Linked DNA regions of Columba livia: region 1 is linked to region 2. The links are chromatin contacts, called in public Hi-C maps. All regions are on one chromosome and are shown on one strand. Each heading gives the region's core, a stretch centred on a gene start, on an enhancer-like site or on the middle of the called end of the contact. The rest is flanking DNA. Distances are from core to core; before and after follow the strand shown. Region 1 has its middle 52 kb from the start of HEPACAM2. Region 2 holds the start of CDK6 (cyclin dependent kinase 6).

Evidence for each region. Hi-C and Micro-C count contacts between places; a contact is called where the count stands out from the background.
Region 1: a contact with region 2 is called in a Hi-C map of crop, with 4 times the contacts expected there. The contact joins the enhancer-like site here to the promoter of CDK6 in region 2. A contact is called at or near these places in 2 of 2 Hi-C or Micro-C datasets (crop and liver).

Annotation. Positions count from the first base shown.
Region 1 is chr2:25,798,425-25,802,742 of bColLiv1.pat.W.v2, forward strand. No RefSeq gene overlaps it. Among named protein-coding and RNA genes, the nearest start is that of HEPACAM2, 52 kb to the right of the region's middle. Within about 2 kb of position 1,912, at least 2 of the 3 cell types and tissues checked have an H3K27ac peak away from gene starts, as active enhancers do.
Region 2 is chr2:25,715,193-25,719,530 of bColLiv1.pat.W.v2, forward strand. CDK6 (cyclin dependent kinase 6) reads right to left here and starts at 2,495. Exons shown (of 9, transcript XM_065051073.1): 1 at 1,868-2,495; 2 at 188-392.

The sequences.
Region 1 (4,318 bases), core at 662-3,161, 83 kb after region 2:
TCTTAACAGTTTGATGTCTGTGGAACAGATGGCTGAACAGAATGAGTTACTGATGCAGATGCAAAGTTGACACAGGACCATCTCCTGGCAGTGATAATAGAGATGGATGGCTCTGGGAGGGTAAGTTCACACATCGATGTGTCTTATCAGGACACTATAGACCCTAAATCCTTCTCAAGAATGAGAATCCTTGTCATTCTCAAGAAATACGACTTCTCTTTGCTATTATGCTGATTTTTTTTTTTCTTTTGATACTTACCTTGTCGTGACAACTTCAGGCTGAAGAAGTTTAACCATAAAGATGAGTTGAATTATCTTGTTCTTTTGTAGAAACCCTACTTGCAGGATCGTTACAAACATCTTAATCAGGCAGGACCTTAAAAAGCCATTTTGTTTCTCCTTTTAACAAGACTCTTATTCCTGCTCCATATTCGCCTTCTATTTGGCCTTTTGGGAAACCACAACCATATACCACATGTAACTCCCAAATGATTCCTGTGGTCACACTGATCATTGTTATACACCTATGATTCTATGATCTGGAAATCTCCTACGTGCTGTTGCCAATGGGAGTTTTACAAAAGATCTGAATTGTTACATTTCTCTGCTGTGCAGTCCACTGATCAGTCTATCATGAGGTGGTAACTCATGCAACATCGTATTCATAGTATTGAGCATGTCTGGGGCATTTTGTGTGACTCTTCCTACGTTTAGTTTCATTGGAACACACACATCCCATCATACGCATAAGATGGATCCATCTTGACTGCCTGAACTAAAAAAGTCAGTTTGTGCTCTTTCACCAGTTCCCTGAGGTACAAGACTTAACATACAGGATTTATCATTGAAGAAGGCAGGAAGGTAGCATGAGGGCAGGTCTTTTTCTTCTTTTTCACTCCTTCTCATTACTTTCATTAGTAATTAATAACTGTTATTGTATTCCCTGCTATTGCAACTTTCTCCTTCAGTCCCACATCTGCTGTGAAGTCTCCCAATGCAGCCATCGCTGCACTGAAGCTGGTGCTACAGTTTGGCTCAGTCTGTGTTTAGACACAGCATCTAAAGCACTGTCTCAGCAAGGAGTGATGGACCTGTAAGCTCCTGTCAGGGAACATAGATGCTGAGTAGGAAAGAGCATATTTTTCACTCTGAGCTTTTAAGCAACATCCAGGAACAAGCAAGTGCCTACAAAGAGGAAGTCAGAAGTTGTCTTGTGATGGGTTACATAAACTGAAGGTTTGTGGTTCCAATAGGCAAAAGGAAACTAGAAGAAACTTTCAGCGGCAAAATATCCTCAAAGCAATACTGATTTGTCCCACCCAACACTCCCCTCACTGGAAGGTGGGTTGTGCTTCAAGCTGGGATCAACCTAAAGTAAGAAACTTCATGTGGTTCTGGCTCTCCTCGCTCCCCTTGATCAAGGTTAAGTCCGTCCAGCTGAGCCCAGCCACCCTCCTCTCATCTTTTTCACTCAGGACGCACTTGTTCCTGCCACACAGCCACCTGGGTTGGACCCTGTGTGTAGCATCCTGGCTCAGGTGTTTTGCCGTCAGACATAGTCCAGGTGGCTCATTGCAGCCCCTTCTGTCTCTGGTCCTTCTGCTCAGCATCTGCCAAAACCGCGGCACCGATGGAGGGGGACCGGCACTGCCCCGGCCCTGGGGACACCCTGGGACAGGCTCGGTTCCCTCACCACAGCGCCCAGGGTTCCCCTCGTGGGGGTTGTGAGGCGGGAGCGAGGTGTTGGGGAAGGGGAAGGCACTGCCTCACTTCAGGTGGGTTTTCCTTGTGATTGCGCTTGTGCAGCTCCTAAAGAAATTCCCCCACAGAGCTGTGGGACTTCCTCTGAGGTGCCCCCCCCCGCAACGAGTGGGCAATATATTCCTTATCCCTCTCACGCAGGACGAGCGGTTTCTTGCCGCGGAGACCCAGCCTCTTCTGTTCCCTCGCTCCTTCCCCGTGGCCGCTGGCGTCTCGCGGGTACGCGCGTGCCCGTGGCGCGCGGCCCACGCGGACCTCACGCGGGGAGGGCGGCAGCGCCGCGCGCGGATCAACAGCGCCGCCTGCTGTCCGCGGCGGGGAGCCCGAGGCGCGCGCGGGCCGCAGCTCCCGCCGCTCCTGCCATTTTGTGTCCGGAGCCCGCACGGGCCGGTGCCTGACCCTGTTTCAGTTCTGCGGCCGAGAACTGGATATCCCCGGCGTGCTCTGTCTGTTTGCGTTCAGTGGAAACGCGGGTCTCCGCGCGTCCCTAAAGCCGCCATGTGCGCCTCTCGTCCAGCACCCGCGGGGTGGAGCGTGCGGCGGCTGCCGGGGAACAGCCGCTCCCCCGGGCCGGGGCTGCTCCCGCGGGCCCAGCGCCAACCTCGTGGCCGCGTCTTTATGTGAGTCACCTGGGTTGGCTCCCGCCGCGCAAGGCCGCATCATCACCTGCGGCATCGGCCGTGCTGAAATGCCTGCCGCTCGTTTCTGATAAATTCCTCATGCCTTAATTTGCCATTCCACAGATACTTCAGTTTATTTCAGCCCTGAGTCTTTTAAGCCTCACGCATATTTGTGTGAGGAAAAAAAATCCAACAACACGGAAATAAATAGAAGTGTATTTGTTCTGTAGAAAGCCCCGAGCCACACAGTTTCAGTTTGAAATAAAAGTGTGAGGTGTGAGTGATGGAAACACTGCTCTTTCTGTCCAACAGAGGCGGGAGGAGGACTGGACAGCGAGAGTTTGTTAAATTTTAACACACAAATATGAAGTTATTATTACACTGTTACTCTGAGTACATATTAATATGTTACATTTTACAGATAGAACTACTGGCAAAAATGTGCTTACCTTATGTCACATGGGAAATAAACAACAGACTTGAGATTTCAGTTCAGACATTGCCAGATAACACATGTGGTGCATGTGTCTGCCCACCTCAAATTTGTGAAAAAAGTGTTTTTTCCTATTGAGTAGACATTAATTATAAATAAATATCAACAAAAAGAGTGTGAATCATATTTTTTTACATGTATCATATACTCTTACAGAGATATGCTCAAATCTCCAAGTGGATGGCTGGAGTTAAAGAGGTGCTGATGACAAGACTGGCATGGTCTGTCATCACAATGAAGAAAGATATGCTGTTGCCACATACTTTGACACTGAATTACTTATAGACTGTACAGTGAAAAGAGGAAAATCTTTCATTTTGATAGACACATTCTTTGCATAGGCAAAGGAGAGGAGTGTGGCAATAGAGCTACTTAACCTTTGTCTTTGAATATCTAGGGATAGGACTATGGCATCAGCAGGAGATGGCAGAACTGCAGAGAAGACAGGACCACCAAAGCAATCTTCATCTCTGTCTCTGAGACGTGGATGGAATCTACTCTGATGTTGAGTATCCAGGAGATGTCCTCTGTGGTTGCTTTTCCCAGGAACACATTTGGGATGGCATGATGCTAAAGTTGTCTTAGCCCTGTGTCAAGGATCCAGGAAGCTCTGTGACCAGCTGAGCATGGTCATTACTGTCAGGGGGCCTCCAGGGATGCAACATGGCACAGATGATTTGACACACTTGGTTTGCCAGCTCTCAGTCTCCTCTATACTGCATCTACTGTGAGTGGCATCGAGGCAGGAGATTTGAACAGATCCCAGATTTTGGAGGAATGAGTGGGAAGAAAGCATCTGGTTATTTCACAGTCAGAGATGCAACAGAAGAAAGCCAAGAAGAGAAAGAGACAGAAGGTGAAGGCAGTCCTTGCTGAGCAGCTTTGGTACAGCCTGTGTGGTTTCCAGACCAAACTACCTCCTCCATGCCATAATCCCTCAAATTAACATGATTCGTTTGTACTTGTCTATAGTGCAGGAGCAATGTCACATCTCGTGTGTGTGTGTAGGGTACGGTCACTCCACTTTTTGTTGCGTGTTTGGTTATGGATATGGTCATGTGGGGCTGGTCCCAAGTTCGAAAATTCCTTTGGAAAATATTTGCTTGCGGCATTATATAAATACAGCTAAACTGCTCCCTATGCCTCAGTATCTTTTCACCCTCACTTCGTACCCACATCAAGCCCAGAGAACATTTTACTACCTTCCTTTTTATCAGCTTCTTTGCAGCAGCCTTTTATCTATTAGAAGACAGCATGTCCTCCTCCATATTCACTTTTCCAGACAATCTCTTTGGTCTGTCCAACAGTCCCTGAGCTGGTGGCACATTCTGAGAGTCTTCAGCCCAGGAAGTTTTCCTGTAGGAGGTACAATCCCCTTCAGACACAGAGCTGAGGGACTTTGTACATTGTTTCTGTGGCTCAATCAGCTATCATGATTGCTAGT
Region 2 (4,338 bases), core at 1,245-3,744:
GACATGAACGACCGGGGTGACAGATGTATCAACGACCCTGCATGGCTGATACAACACTATGTAGTTATCATGGTCTGCACAGAAGGCTACAATACACAGCTATAGGGCAACTGCGTGCTGTGGGATTTTAGCAAGTAATGGGCTGAACACGACAGCCCTGTGAGATGTTGGGGGTGGTAGAACTAACCATGCATGTGTGAGAGGAAGTTATGTCCAGGAGCTTATGTCAGAATTAAAGGACTCGAAGGTTGTCTTGGAAATATGTCCCATGCTTTACTAGTGTTACTTATTTGCAAATGACAGCATTTGGAGGTTTCAGCCTTGGTCTGCTCTCCTCTGTACTAAGCCCTGCATGAATGCATTGCAAGAGACAAGATCCTGCCTCAAAGCACCTGTAGGGAGGAGAAATATATACGTCTTTAAATGACAATAATAGTGTTACCGAGCATTGTGTGCTAGAGATAGATTCAGAAATGCAGACTTTAGCAAACATATGAACATGCATGGGTTTTTGGCTGCAGGCACTGCTACCACTGGATGTGTGACTGGCAGTTCCTTGCAGAGCTGCATGAGGAAAGATGGTCTTCAAGGAACAACATGCTCTGCTGTGTAGTGCATGAGGCTGGAGAGCAAAAGTGTTATGTTCTGCATCCAGTTTCATCCACACTTTCTGCAGGACTGTGGATACCCCCCCCCCCCTCACAAAAGTCCATATGAATCCTCTCCTTTCCCCTTGCCCCTTTTTACTGCAATGATATTGTGACCTCCAGGACTGTAACGCTCTTCCACACCATATTTTTACCATGCTAGGATTAAATTCCCCCAGATAGCTCAGTCGGGGGCCCCCAACTCCAACCCACGCATAAAGCCAGAGGTAGTTCTTTACATTTATGCTGATCTTACATTTCGGCTGCAGATGAAAAGCAGCCTGAAGGAAAACTGTACCCGCTGCTCATCACTTTTCCCCGGCTTCAGCCGGAGGCACCACCCTGCCCCACCGCTTTCAGCTGCCACCTCCAGAGCTGCCACCGCCCCGCCCCATCCAGCGGGGGACCCCGCGCCCCCCGCCGCGCCCGCAGCATCACCGGGCGGCCGCGCCTCGCCCGCCGCCGCGGGGGCACCTGCCCCGAAGCCCCGGCCGCCCCGCTCCGCCCCGGCCCGGCCCGCACCGCCCCACGCCGCTGCGGAGGGCGCCCCCCGGCGGCGGGCAGTGGCGAGGCGGCTGTGCGTGGCCGCGGGGGTGGCGGGCCTGGCTCGGCGCGGCAGCTGCACCGGGCGGAAAGTTACCGCTCGCCCTCCCCAGGCACGGCAGGATAGCGGAGGCAGACCCCGGCCCCCACCCCCCGCCTCGGCACCGACATCCCCTCCGCGGGCACCTCGCACGCGGCGTGGGGTGGCGGCGGGGGACACGCGGGGAACCGCGTTCCCCCGCTTCCCCTTCAGGGTACGGGGTGGGGGGGGACCCGGCTCGGCTGCTCCGGTAGGGCGCTGAGGGAATCCCCGCGGCGGCTCCCCGGGAGGGCAGCCCCCTCCCTGCGGCCACCGGCACGGGGGGCGCCCCCACGCCGACACCGAGGGGGGTGCGGCGGCACCGCGGGGCGATCTGCCCCGGCCCCGGCCGCCGGAGGGACGCGTCCGCGGTGCCGTCCTCCGGGGAGTGCGCGGCGTGGGCTCCCCGGGCCAGGCGGGGAGCAGCGTATGGGCCACGCCGCTGGGCCGGGTGCGCGGAGCACATGGGCGCCCCGCGTTACCTGGTGTGCGCCACGGCCGCCTCCACCGCCACCAGATCCCCAAATAATCCTCAGCCCCGGGGGGGGGGGGGGGGGGGGGTTGGGAAAGGAGGGGGTGAGTCCTCCCTAAAACAAACCTCCCATTGAGCAAGGCGGGGTGGAGAGCCGGCCCGGGGTCTGCCCATTCACATGGCGATGTCTCCGGCAGGTCCCGGCAGCGGCCGCCCGGGCCACACAGGTAGCTGCTCCGCGGCTCGGCCGCTCTCGGCTCGCATCCTCCTGCCGCCGCCGGGCTGCACCTTGGCGCAGAAGGCAGCTCGCACTCGTCTCCCAGCCCGTTCCTCCCGCCCCCACCCTGTCCGGGGAAAATGAAAACGCGAAATAAAAATCGCGGCCGGCGGCCCCTGGGGAGCAGCAGCGCCGCGACCGCAGCCCCGCCGGCTGCAGCCTGCCGGTGCGGGGCTCGGGCACCGGCCCTCGGCGCTGCCGCTGCTCCGCCGCCGCCCCCGGCGCTGCGGTGCCTCTCCTCGCTCTCTCCCTCGGCCTCTGTTCAGCCTGGGAGCAGCAGCAGCTTGCTGCCTTTTTTTTTTTTTTCCCTCTCCTCAACTTTTTTTTTCCCCTTGCTTTCCCACGCTGGCTGAATGTGACTTGACCCCGTTTCAAAAAAGTTTGACACAGTGCTTCAACATTTCCGCATTCCTCTCCGACTACAAAGGCTGCAGCCGCCTCCTTCTGCTTTCTGTCTCTGCTCTCTGTCTTCACACTCAATGAAATCCTTCATGTGCCTCTGCCAAAGGCAGCCGCATACCGCAAGGGTCGCCGCGAGCGCCGCGGCCAGGCAGGGCCCGGGGCGAGGCGCCCCGGGGGGTCCCGGCAGGGCCCGGCCCCGGCCCCGGCCCCGGCCCCGCCGCCCTGCTCGGCGCTGCACGGCCGCGGGCTCAGCCGGCTGCGGCAGCACTGAGAAGCCTGACTCATTCCTAGGGCTTAGTGTGCACGGCGCTGGGAAATAACCCCCTCTTTTCTTTTTTCTTTGGGGGTGGGGGGAGCTGGTGTGATTTTTTTTTTCCCTTCCAGGGAAATAATGATTTTTTTTTCCTCCAGGAAAACGCGGATTTTTCTGTTCCTTTTTTTTTTTTTTTTTTTTTTTTTCCAACTCTCCATTCACAGGGCGCAGAGCTCCGACAGGAAGTAAGCGCCCATGAATGCTTTCAGGAAGCCTCAAGAAACTTCGTTGCTGAAGAACACCCACCCCTCCACCCCCCCCCCCCCCGCGAAGTCTTTGCCCCGACAGGCTTGCAGCTGGAGGTGCCTGGGGCACGGGGGCGAGGAGGGCAGGGTGTGCGGGGAAGCTGGGCACGTCGTCTGCCCGTTCTGTGGCGTGGACAACATTTTGTATGGACCCGATTCCTACAAACACTGAAATTCACCGCAGAAAAGAAAAAAAATAAATCACAAGACAGTTGCCAATCTGCTCCGTGTAAAACACACCTGGAGTGCCTAATTCCCAGTTCTCCTACCTGGGACCCTCCAGCACATGCTTTCCAGGACCTCAAGGGTGATTACAGTTGAGCTCCAGAAAGAGCTCTTATGGTGGTTTAACTGTCAGAGAGTGGACCCAGATCCCCTCTTACAATGGAAAGTGTAATATAACTAAGTGGATTTGTAACTCAAAAAGTGTGTGTCAAGAACTTGGTATCATATGCTGGTTTGGAATAACTAAAAAAAGGCTATAGTACTGTACAAATTAAAAGAATTAATATCAGCAGGATATAATGTAAATGCTTTATCTGGACTCGCAGTGCTAGCAAGCATAGATGAAATCCTATAGCTTAAATAAAATTTCTTTTCCTTCCTTCAAAATCGGCCCCAGCAATTCCACATGCCCTTCACCCGATGGGCTGGTGATGGGACAGTGGCTGAGAGCAGAGAGAGACATCTCATTTCTCTTGGAGAAAAGGGAGATGGTACCATTCACACCTTCAAGGAAACGGCCACTGGCATGTGGATGTTCGCAGGAGACCTTGCATACTTTATAAGAACTTAATTTATGCTCATAATACATTTTAGTTTAAATTGCAGAAATTCCTCAACAACCTCTGAAGCCCACGATTTATCAGAAAAAAGATGCTGAAGTGAATGGCAAACCCCATAAACCTCTCAATATGAAAGTATCAAAGATTCAAATATACAGATTAAAAAAAAAAAAAAAAGGATGTGAAAAAATCACATCATGTTATTTGTTTCACATGTACATATACTACCTCCTTCTATTTGTGCAACATTTTTTATTTTCTTAAATGTGTCTGTTTTCTCTTTCTTTCTTTCTTTCTCTCTTTTCCTTCCCTCCTTCCTTCCTTCCTTCCTTCCTTCCTTCTTTCCTTCCTTCCTTCCTTCCTTCCTTCCTTCCTTCCTTCCTTCCTTCCTTCCTTCCTTCCTTCCTTCCTTCCTTCCTTCCTTCCTTCCTTCCTTCCTTCCTTCCTTCCTTCCTTCCTTCCTTCCTTCCTTCCCTCCTTCCTTCCTTCCTTCCTCCCTTCTTCCCTTCCTCCCTTCCTTCCCTTTCTTCCCTTCCTTCCCTTCCTTCCCTTCCTTCCCTCTCTTTCTGCTTTCC